Linked DNA regions of Zea mays: region 2 is linked to region 1. The links are chromatin contacts, called in public Hi-C maps. All regions are on one chromosome and are shown on one strand. Each heading gives the region's core, a stretch centred on a gene start, on an enhancer-like site or on the middle of the called end of the contact. The rest is flanking DNA. Distances are from core to core; before and after follow the strand shown. Region 1 holds the start of LOC606487. Region 2 holds the start of LOC100285536.

The links. Hi-C and Micro-C count contacts between places; a contact is called where the count stands out from the background.
Region 2: a contact with region 1 is called in a Hi-C map of leaf, with 7 times the contacts expected there. The contact joins the promoter of LOC100285536 here to the promoter of LOC606487 in region 1. A contact is called at or near these places in 3 of 25 Hi-C or Micro-C datasets (ear, endosperm and leaf).

What each region holds. Positions count from the first base shown.
Region 1 is chr7:13,499,061-13,503,993 of Zm-B73-REFERENCE-NAM-5.0, reverse strand. LOC606487 reads left to right here and starts at 2,063. Exons shown (of 3, transcript NM_001112341.1): 1 at 2,063-2,152; 2 at 3,830-3,952; 3 at 4,050-4,368. The coding sequence starts at 2,063. The coding sequence ends at 4,205.
Region 2 is chr7:13,676,089-13,681,021 of Zm-B73-REFERENCE-NAM-5.0, reverse strand. It overlaps LOC100285536, which reads right to left and starts at 2,678. Exons shown (of 5, transcript NM_001158427.2): 1 at 2,447-2,678; 2 at 1,123-1,471. The coding sequence starts at 2,522.

The DNA of each region.
Region 1 (4,933 bases), core at 814-3,313:
TTTAAAATATGATTTTAAAATTGTCTTTAACTAGTGTTGAAAAAAGCACTTGACAAAGAGCTTCTTTGCCGAGTGTTAAAATAACACTAGGCAAAGAAGCTCTTTGCCGAGTTCAAAAATAAAACACTCGGCAAAGAACTTCTTCGTCAAGCGTTTTCTTTTACCGGAGGTTTTTTACGTGGCACTCAGCAAAGAGATTTTTTGCCGAGTAAAAAAAAACACTCGACAAAATATTTAGTACTTGACAAAGATCTAAATTCCGGTAGTGACAGCTCCGTCATGTGTTCTCGTTCCATTTTATTTATTTTATTTTTTGAATGGTATTAAGGTTAGCAGGTCACGGCATCAAGATCAAGCCATATTGATATTAGTAAGAAAAATTCCTTTTACGTTTCTAGCATGAATGCTAATTGCAGTTCGATTATTTTAATTATTACATGAAAACATATATTTATATGGTGAAACCATACTTTTATTAGCTATTTTTATTTTTTCTAGTATAGGGCTATATATTTTTTTTTCACCGGGACTACGAAAACGTAGATACGGGCCTAGCTGGCATCAGCGTCTAGTTTCGTTTCCCACCATGCAAACTCTACCGGGCCATTTGCAACACAAATAAGTAAGCTTCCAGATAACCAAATTGTCTCATGGGCCAGGCTCAATCTTGTGTCATGTCCTAGGTTTTATGGCTATGCATTTACATACGCCCCTGTTTTTTCAGTTTTTTTAGCTTTTTGGCCACCAAAAGCTGCGGACAGCCAAACACTTAGCTTCTCAGACAGTTTTTATAAAATTCGTTTGAGTAAAAATTATTCAAAAATCAACATAAACACATATACGGTTGAGTCGTTGAAATAGTAGAAATCCGTCACTTTCTAGATTCTGAGCCCTATGTACACCTTTATTTTCATCCGCATGTAATCTTAATGATACTCAGATTCTCTATACAGTCAGATTCTTCCTACAGCTAAATTTTTAGAAAAACTTGTCAAAAAAAAGCTGAACCAAACATGTAGTGATTTCCCTCATACCTTGTCATGCAGGTACGACTACAAGAGCGTAAAATAACACATGCAATCCAACAAATTAAGAATGTATTTGGTTCACGTTTCTAAACCAAATTTAATACTAAAATCTAGAATCTCAATTAAGCGATGACAAAAACAGAATATTTTTTTAAAAAATTATAATTTTTAGTTCAATTGATAATCGCCTTCTACCCTACCTCATAACAACTTTCTCATAGATAACAGTTAGAATTAGTTTTTTATTAATCTATAGCTAAACTAAATAAAACCTAATTATGACTATTATTGCAACTAATGTAGTTAGTAGTTGCAACCTCAAACCCAAACGACATGGATTGTATTTTCCATTGTTTTAAATTATAAGGTATTTTATTTTTTCTAGATTTATTATTTTTCTATATATATATATATATATATATATATATATATATATATATATATATATATATTATACTACAAAAAATGTTAAAACGTCTTATAATATGCCACAAGAGAACTACCAACTAGAATAAGTTTCCATTAAAAAATTCTACACATTTGCTAAAAATATCCATACGGTTTTTAAAATGCATTTTAAAACATTTTAAAAAGATAACACGCCCGTGGTAGCTACTCGTTCAGATTTAAATAACCGTATCAATATAAACGGTCAAGTTTATATTAACGTAGCCATACACATTTTAAAATATAATTAAAATAGATAAATAATAAATGTATTAACGGTCAAGTTTCAAATACGCTGACCGGTCAAGTTTATATTTTGCGGGCCGTCGACAAGCACAAGTGGGGAACCTTCGAGAATTCGAGAAAATAACACGGCAGCCGCCCACGAGCGCGGTGACGTACGTAACCCCGCGTACGCGGCCCGTAACCGCAACGTGGGCCGCCAGGGCTTTCCGGTCATTTCTCAACCCAGTCGCTGCGCCTATAAATGTCGCGTGCACGCGCACCGGATGAGGCCACCAAAGGTACCTTGCAATCACAACGAACAGAAGCTCTCGATCTCACCGACACCGAGGAAGAAGAGATCAATGGCGTCCGAGCAGGGAGTCGTGATCGCGTGCCACAGCAAGGCTGAGTTCGACGCCCACATGACCAAGGCCCAGGAAGCCGGCAAGCTGGTACGCGTCCCCGTGCCTCGTCTTCCTCGATCCCCATTCCCGTGATTTTGTTTGGAAAGCTGTTTAGGGGATTCCGCGGTTCAAATCGATTCGTCTTTGGTTTCCTTATTATGCGGTCGCCCCCCTGTTCAAATTTGCTCTGAATCGCATCTGGGATGCTTGTGTTCGGGGGTGATTAGGGTGCGGCGCGTGTAGTGGGCAGGATTTTAGGGATTTTAGCGGGTCCGTACAGTCCGTCTCCGTCCAGGGATTATGTTGATTGATGTAGCCTGAGACGATTTGATGTCCACGGTTGTGCACACAGATTTATTATGGGTGGAGTATTGATATGTGCATGCAACGAATTTATTGCACATGCTTTTCGTGGTTACTTAGTAATTATAGGTGTGATTTAAATTAGTTTGCCCTACTGCTGATCTCTATGCTGAACCGGAAACCCGTATGAGCTTTGCGGCAACATTTGTGTGAGTAATTTGAGCTGGCAGTTGCTCTATTTGGAGATCTGTATTTCCACTAAATCTACGAAGTAGTAGATGCATAGATAAACTTAAGCTGTCATAGAAAGTCATTTAAAACATGGGAAGAGTTTGACGTTTAGACCTCTGTTAAGTGCTCATGATGTCATATTGAAATTTCGTACACTCTAAGGGGAGTAATTTGGAATTGGGGAAAGAATTCAACAGCTGCAGTTGAGATTTGCTAGGAAGTCAAGTTGAAATTGGGAAGGATTCAAGGGCTACAGACCACCTCCGTACCTTCTCCTGTACCTTCTCCTGTGTACTGTAGAGTAACTGATTTTAGGTCTTTTTGTTTGAGGACTAATCTTTAGTTGTCGTTTAGGGGTAGCTTTGGAACTTTATTTTTTCAAAGGATTTCTATTTTTTTAAAGGAAAATGAACTAATTTTCTTTTGAATAATTTTCTTTTGAAAAATGAGAACCTTTGGAAAAATGGGTTCACAAACTAACCTTTAACCTTTTTTTTTGCTAAATAGAAGAACTAAAGTAGATATTAGTGGGGTGTTTAGTTTGAAGAATGAGCTAGTCCATCATCTTCACACTCCACACATTTTTTTTGGTTTGTATAATGGAATAAGTTGATCCATCACTATCTTAATCCTCATATTTAGTTAGTACTAATATAAGAAATGATGTCATCTCACCAAATTTGAAGAATGAACTCATGATGAACTACCTTATTTTGGAGGGAATGATCCCTCAAACCAAACACTCTCTAATTGATTTTAGTGTTAAGTCGTTTAAAGGATAGCTAAAAGAGATTGAAGCAGATTTATTCATATCTCTACCCTTCATTTAGTACTCTCTCTTCTTGATATCCTAAGCATAAAGGGTATTTCAGTCTTTCTACAGTGTTCTGAACATGTTTATTAGTCCTTAGAACCAAATAGATAGGGACTAAAATTTAATCTAGAACTAATTTTCAGTCTAGAACTAATAGGAAGCAAACAGAGCCTAGGACTGCACTCCGTATGCTCTGATTCAACCACGAGTTCTTGTCCTTGTCGTTGTCTTCCGAGGGCGCACAGTTGATCGGCGTTGCATTCGGACGGTCGGACCTAGGACTGCACTCCAGTATAATACCGTCGTTTTCTTTCCGGCAGAGTAGCAACTCTACCGCCTCTAACATGGAGCTCTGTCAAACTTGCGCAACCTTTCAGGTGGTCATCGACTTCACTGCCGCCTGGTGCGGTCCATGCCGCGCCATCGCCCCACTGTTCGTCGAACACGCCAAGAAGTTCACTCAGGTCGTCTTCCTGAAGGTGGACGTGGACGAAGTGAAGGTGAGCACGGTGTCCCGACAGCTAGCGAGCGATTCACCGGGTTCCCCCTTTCCGTTACAGTGTACTGATGACGCTGTTTCCTCCTCTCTCCCAACAGGAAGTCACCGCGGCCTACGAGGTCGAGGCGATGCCGACCTTCCACTTCGTCAAGAACGGCAAGACGGTCGCGACCATCGTGGGTGCCAGGAAGGACGAGCTCCTGGCCCAGATCGAGAAGCATGCCGCGCCTGCGCCTGCGTCTGCGTCTGCCTAAAGGAGATCAGTCGTCGCCGTCAATAAGGGCCAGCACGTATGGCTGTAAATGTTGTCGTTATCAGTTCTGGCTTTGTCGTTTGTGGGCGATTGTGAACTAGTAGTATGTTTGTTTCTATCCGAGCCGGAGGCGATACTTAACCATGGATACTTGTTGTGAGTTCGTTTCTGTTCGCGTGTGACTCTTGAATTGAATCAACCAGCTCACCACTGCACCAGGCCGTGGTGAGTGGTGACAGTGATTTCCTGTTATCATGAATGATCCTATGGATGGATATAGAATAATAGATAAATCACGTTGCGCTGCAATGGGCAAGCATATCTATCATCTACAGTGCAAAACAATGGCCCAATTAAAGATGAAAACGGTTTCAGAATTTTTCGGTATTCCGTTTATCGATTTTGAAATTTTTCGATCGGATTCACCGGTAACAGTATTCTTCAAAACCGGAATCGGTTTTCAGAATTTTCTATCGGAATCAGTGTGATGTTTTACCGACCGTTTCCTTCGGTTATCGGTTTTTGTCGGAAATTACCGGATTTGTGTCTCGGAATTTTCCAGCATTTGATTTTTCGTATCGTCTATACGTCTCTGAATAAGGATTACTTATTTTTGTATTTTTTGGACGCCATTTTTTGGGATAAATAGTGTTGGAAGGCAGTTGAGATTAACAATTTGGTCTCTCGATCAAATTCACCCTTTTCTATGCACATGTTATATATTAGTAA
Region 2 (4,933 bases), core at 1,429-3,928, 180 kb before region 1:
AGGAAATTGACTTATGACCTTAATAGCCTTGGGCAGACAGAAAATACAATTTCTGAAATAAAAGGCTTGTGTGGAAATATAGAAAAAAAGTTCTTTGAATGGACGAGGTGAAGGGACGTGGTAAGCTACTTGTGAGAAATTTTCGCATGGCAGGGTAGAAAACAACCCCACGTACCCAGGTTGGGAAATGGAGATGACATTCCCAGGTCACCTATGCCTTTGACCCCATTTTCTATGACTATGACTATGTTGGGATTCTTAAAGAAACTCATGAAAGTTATCTACAAGTGACATGAATTGATACTGAAATAAAGACAGATATCATCTACGTGATCCCTGCAATTCGAGTTACTCTGTCTGCCTTTTACCAATACTTACTCTAGTAGTATATAACCTTGAGACACAAACTTAGACCCAGTTTGGGATGGCTCCAGCTCCAGAAAATTTGGTGGAGTTGGTAGAAAAGGTCATTAGATGCTCCAGAAAATGGTGAACCTGGAGTTGTGAACCTTTAAAAGACATCTATACAAGTCAGTTTGTTTATTATTTAGATTAAAAATATTTTTAAAACTATTTAAATTTATATTATAAACTACAACTACACGCCGGAGCTGGAACATGGAGCAGTCCCAAACACCTCCTTAATATATTCTTATATTTATGTCGACGCCATCCATGCCTTGGAACTTAATATATTATTATATTCAAAAGGTACTTGCTTATCAGTATGGTTTTGCATCACAAATGTGTCAAATTAATTGAGTAGTTGTAGTCAAAGTCCCCTAAGAAAACAATAGACCTTGTGTTTGGAGATAGAGGTAATACTTACAATTTTAGCACTATCAACACAAAACAAGTCATTCCTTTGGTTTTTGACATGGTTTACTCCTATTAATCCTTGTCCAACCCGAGTACCAATAAGCAATCTAATTGGGTCGCATGTAGGGGGAAATGCTGCTTCCGAAAACCAAAGCTATCTAATATATGCTGGATTAGAGGTAGCAGGAGATTAACACATTGCACAAGTTAAAGAATCAGACTAGATGAACTTGCTACAAATTGTAAATGCAACATGAATGCAAATCCAAAATAATGAAATTGCAAGTCTTGCTGTGTTCTTACACTGCTATACGATCTGGTACAAAGCTGCCAGTAGCTGATTTATACTCGAAGCGGCAGAAGAAATCCTCAGCATTGACAGAATCAAGCTTTGTATAGCTACGGAAGCTGTGGACATTGCATTTCCCCTCAATGGTGTCAGCACTTTGTACATCATAGTGGTCAGAGAGGAAAACCTCCTTGGAACCATGAAATGGCCGCCGACCACCTATGGACTCCTCTGGTCGATAATACCACCGCACTCGTACTCTCACATTGGTGCCTCGAGATCCTGCTGCTTCAATTGCCTCAACTCTTGCCACATAAGGTGGCTTTGAAGCATCAGATGCCCTCATTAGCACGCAATCGCCAGCTGTAAGAAACAATTTAAAGAATCAATTGAATCCGGAAGGCACTTTACGCTGCTTCGTCAAAGCAATGAGAAAGCCTTATATAAACAAAAATACCCCATTCTTCACTTCTATAAGGTGTATTTTAGTTTGAAAAGGTCAGATTATAAGTGTATTTGTTTGACAAAGGTATTCAAGTTCTTCTATTATGATAATTGTTTTTTTTTGCAAGAAAAAGTAAAGGACCAATATACTTTTGAAGACCTCATACCAAAATTTGGCCGACGACATTGTGAGGAAACGAGCACTGTATTACAGAACCTTGATTGAGCTCTTCTATCCAAAAAAATACTATTCATGTACCAAATTTGAAGCTGTAACGCAATAACAGAGCAAACATACTAACGAACTGTAGACAATCTAATCAAAGAGCACATCAATCGTAAAATAGCTTATTGCACTTTTATTTTATTATAGCTCTATTTTGTATAAATCGAGCTCGTTCATACACAGATGCCAATGCGATGTACACACGTCCACTAATACCTAGTACAAGACTGAACATTCCAACAAGCTGAGTTCATGTTAACGATAGCTTTGTAGGGAAAAAAAGTTTCAACTTTCAAGTGACCAGAGCACAGCATAGTACTGCAGTAACCACTGCCATGCTAACCCCCCTCGAAGATTACGCCGTTACATTGCTAATTGAATTCAAACCCCAAACAGCCACGGAGTTGGCAGCAGTGAACAACAAAGCGGTCAAATTTCAACCGCAGTAAAGGCATAGATGGCCAAAACAACAGACCAGCGCCCGATTATTGCAACCATTCCTGACGAAATCAATCTACCCCCAAAGTAAGACACCCCGAACCCCAGGGCCCGGAAACCGAGACCCCCGACACATGTCCCCAGATACGCCACCCGCCAACGCCAACAAAAAATCCCCCAAAAAAGGCCCTCCGTAAATTCCGGATCAGACGGGGGAAAGGGGCACTCACGCTTGATGACTCTGTCCGAACCCTTGATGGTATAGGACTCGAGGATCCGCTTGGGCGGTCGCGACTTCCCCGCCATGGGGCGCGACCGCGACGGCGAAGGCGGGGGGGCGGAGACCGGGGCCGGGGGCGCTAGGGTTTGGAGAAGACCACAAGAAGACGGATTTTTTTTTATTATTTCTCTCGATCTCTCAGTTCTGCCCCCTTTGGTTCGAAATGCGGAGGCGCTCGCGGTCGCGGCTCCCTCGCGTGAAGTTGCTTTTTTTACCGCCTCCTTTTCCTTCGCCGCGCGCTTTTCGCATGCACGGCTTTGATGGGAGCAGTAAAAGCTGGGCAGCTGATGTCTGATGACGGCTGGCGCGCGGTGAATGAGCGGCGGTGAAACTGCCGCGAATGGGTGAGGACGAGATCGGCCGTTCGATGAACTAAGGAGTGCATCGTGTCCGCTGGTTAGGTGGGTAAGCAACGGGGAGCTTCGCCTCCTGCTTCTGGATGGTTCGGAACGGATCTGGAAGTGGAGGTGGACTGATCGGGCGGGACGAGTGAACGACGGATAGGGATAGGGCAGCGGAGAACATGGACACGAGTGCCTGTCTGCATGGCCATTAGTCTATCTCCATCAGATTGTATCACATTTATCATAATTTTAATTTAAAACTTTTATCTGTAAATATTGTTAAACAATATTATCTACATTTTTACTTTTCCTATTTTTCAGGCTCTACCGAAGACGGTCTTAGAGGCCTATTTGAATGATGACTCAAAAAAGTCTAGTCCAGGCACCAACGCCACGCGTTGGATTTCCTATGCCCGGGACTGAGAATCTGAGATGATTTGTTTGTCAGACATTTGCCTTATAGGCTTCCATCTAAACATGCGGGGATGGTATTATGGCACGAAAATTTTAAGATTTGTTGCTACTATGTACTTTAGATTGTGGAATATGTTTAGGTTTTCTTGTGAAAAATATATTTATAAAAATGATTTATATTAAATTTATGTATTCTAAAATTAATTTTAGTGGTCTTCAATTTAGTATATTAATTTAATATTATGGAGTATTTTTTCTATTCAATTCTATTTAATCTCGTTGAATTTTTGCATTTGTATCTCTTATATACCACTATTTTATCGGCTCCCTTATCATCTCTACTCCTATATAATCCATCACTTAAAATGTCACTAAGCCCACGCAACAAATTAACCACAACAATCTCCCTCCAATAAAATCACCGCTTTGGATCGCTTCTTTTACCTCCACCCTCTTTCCTCAATCGCATCCAAATATCTCTATTTTATGGACCATCCTCTCATCCATCACCAATCATGATGACGCCCCGCAACCCGGAGCCCCCACAACGCCTACATAACGCCCCCGCTAACGACTAGTGATCAACGACGGCGAAGGAGTTCCACGACCTGTCGCTGAAAAGAGGAAGGGCGCCCACGAGCCGGGCCTCTTTGACGACAGCCGCGGTGATCGCTCCTCTAGGCTCTCTCTCTCACTCACTCACTCACTCTCTCTCTCTCTCTCCCTTATTGAGACACACATGCTTAAGTATAAAACACAAAGACGTGTATGTTCTGTTGACTAGTGTGTGAATGTGAATTTAGTAATTTAGAGCCAATAATATGGTTCAAATCCCTCACTCACCCACTTGTAACATCTACTACGAGCAATCAGGTCCCGATAGCGCAAGCCACCGAAGGCTGGAAGTATGGACATTCAGACCAAACCAGTATAAATCTTGCGCCACTGAGTACACCATCCGGACCAAAACACGCATATACAAATTTACTCGTTGGTGCTAGTTCGAAACATCGACAAGATGCATCACACATAGTAGATTAGAAGGATAACACATGAGACATAGATTATACTGGTTTAGGCATGGGCATGGGTGGCAACAAGGTGAGTCTGGGGCGAGTGTGGCATCTGCGGACCCACCCTGAAAACCAAAGATAAAACCCACATCCAACCTAAACTTCGCTATGGGTAGAATCTACATGTGCCCCCAAACTCGACGAGAACATAAAAACCACTAAAGTTTTGTTTGAATACTCTAGTATACATCTCAATCCACATATATTGAGGAGGATTAAGGTATAAATTAGTTTAATTTACACCTTAATCTACCCCAATACATATAGATTGTGATGTATACTATAGTAGTCAAACAAAGCCTAGGGGCTCTGACCCCCGACGCTTCAATACATAAACACACAACCAACATCGAAGTCCAACTATACACAACGAGTGAACCATAATTAAATACCCTAAGAAACACTAAGTACACATACAATTTATTAGTTCCTAAAACATGACAAGTTCATAGCAAGTAGCAACTCAACATCTCGGTTCATAGAATCATAATTCAGAGTTCACATATTAAACGTTTACAGTCCATCATATGCCCAAGACACTACAACATGTCCATCACAGTGACTCACACATAAATTAAAAGTTCATCATGAGTTATGAATTCTTCT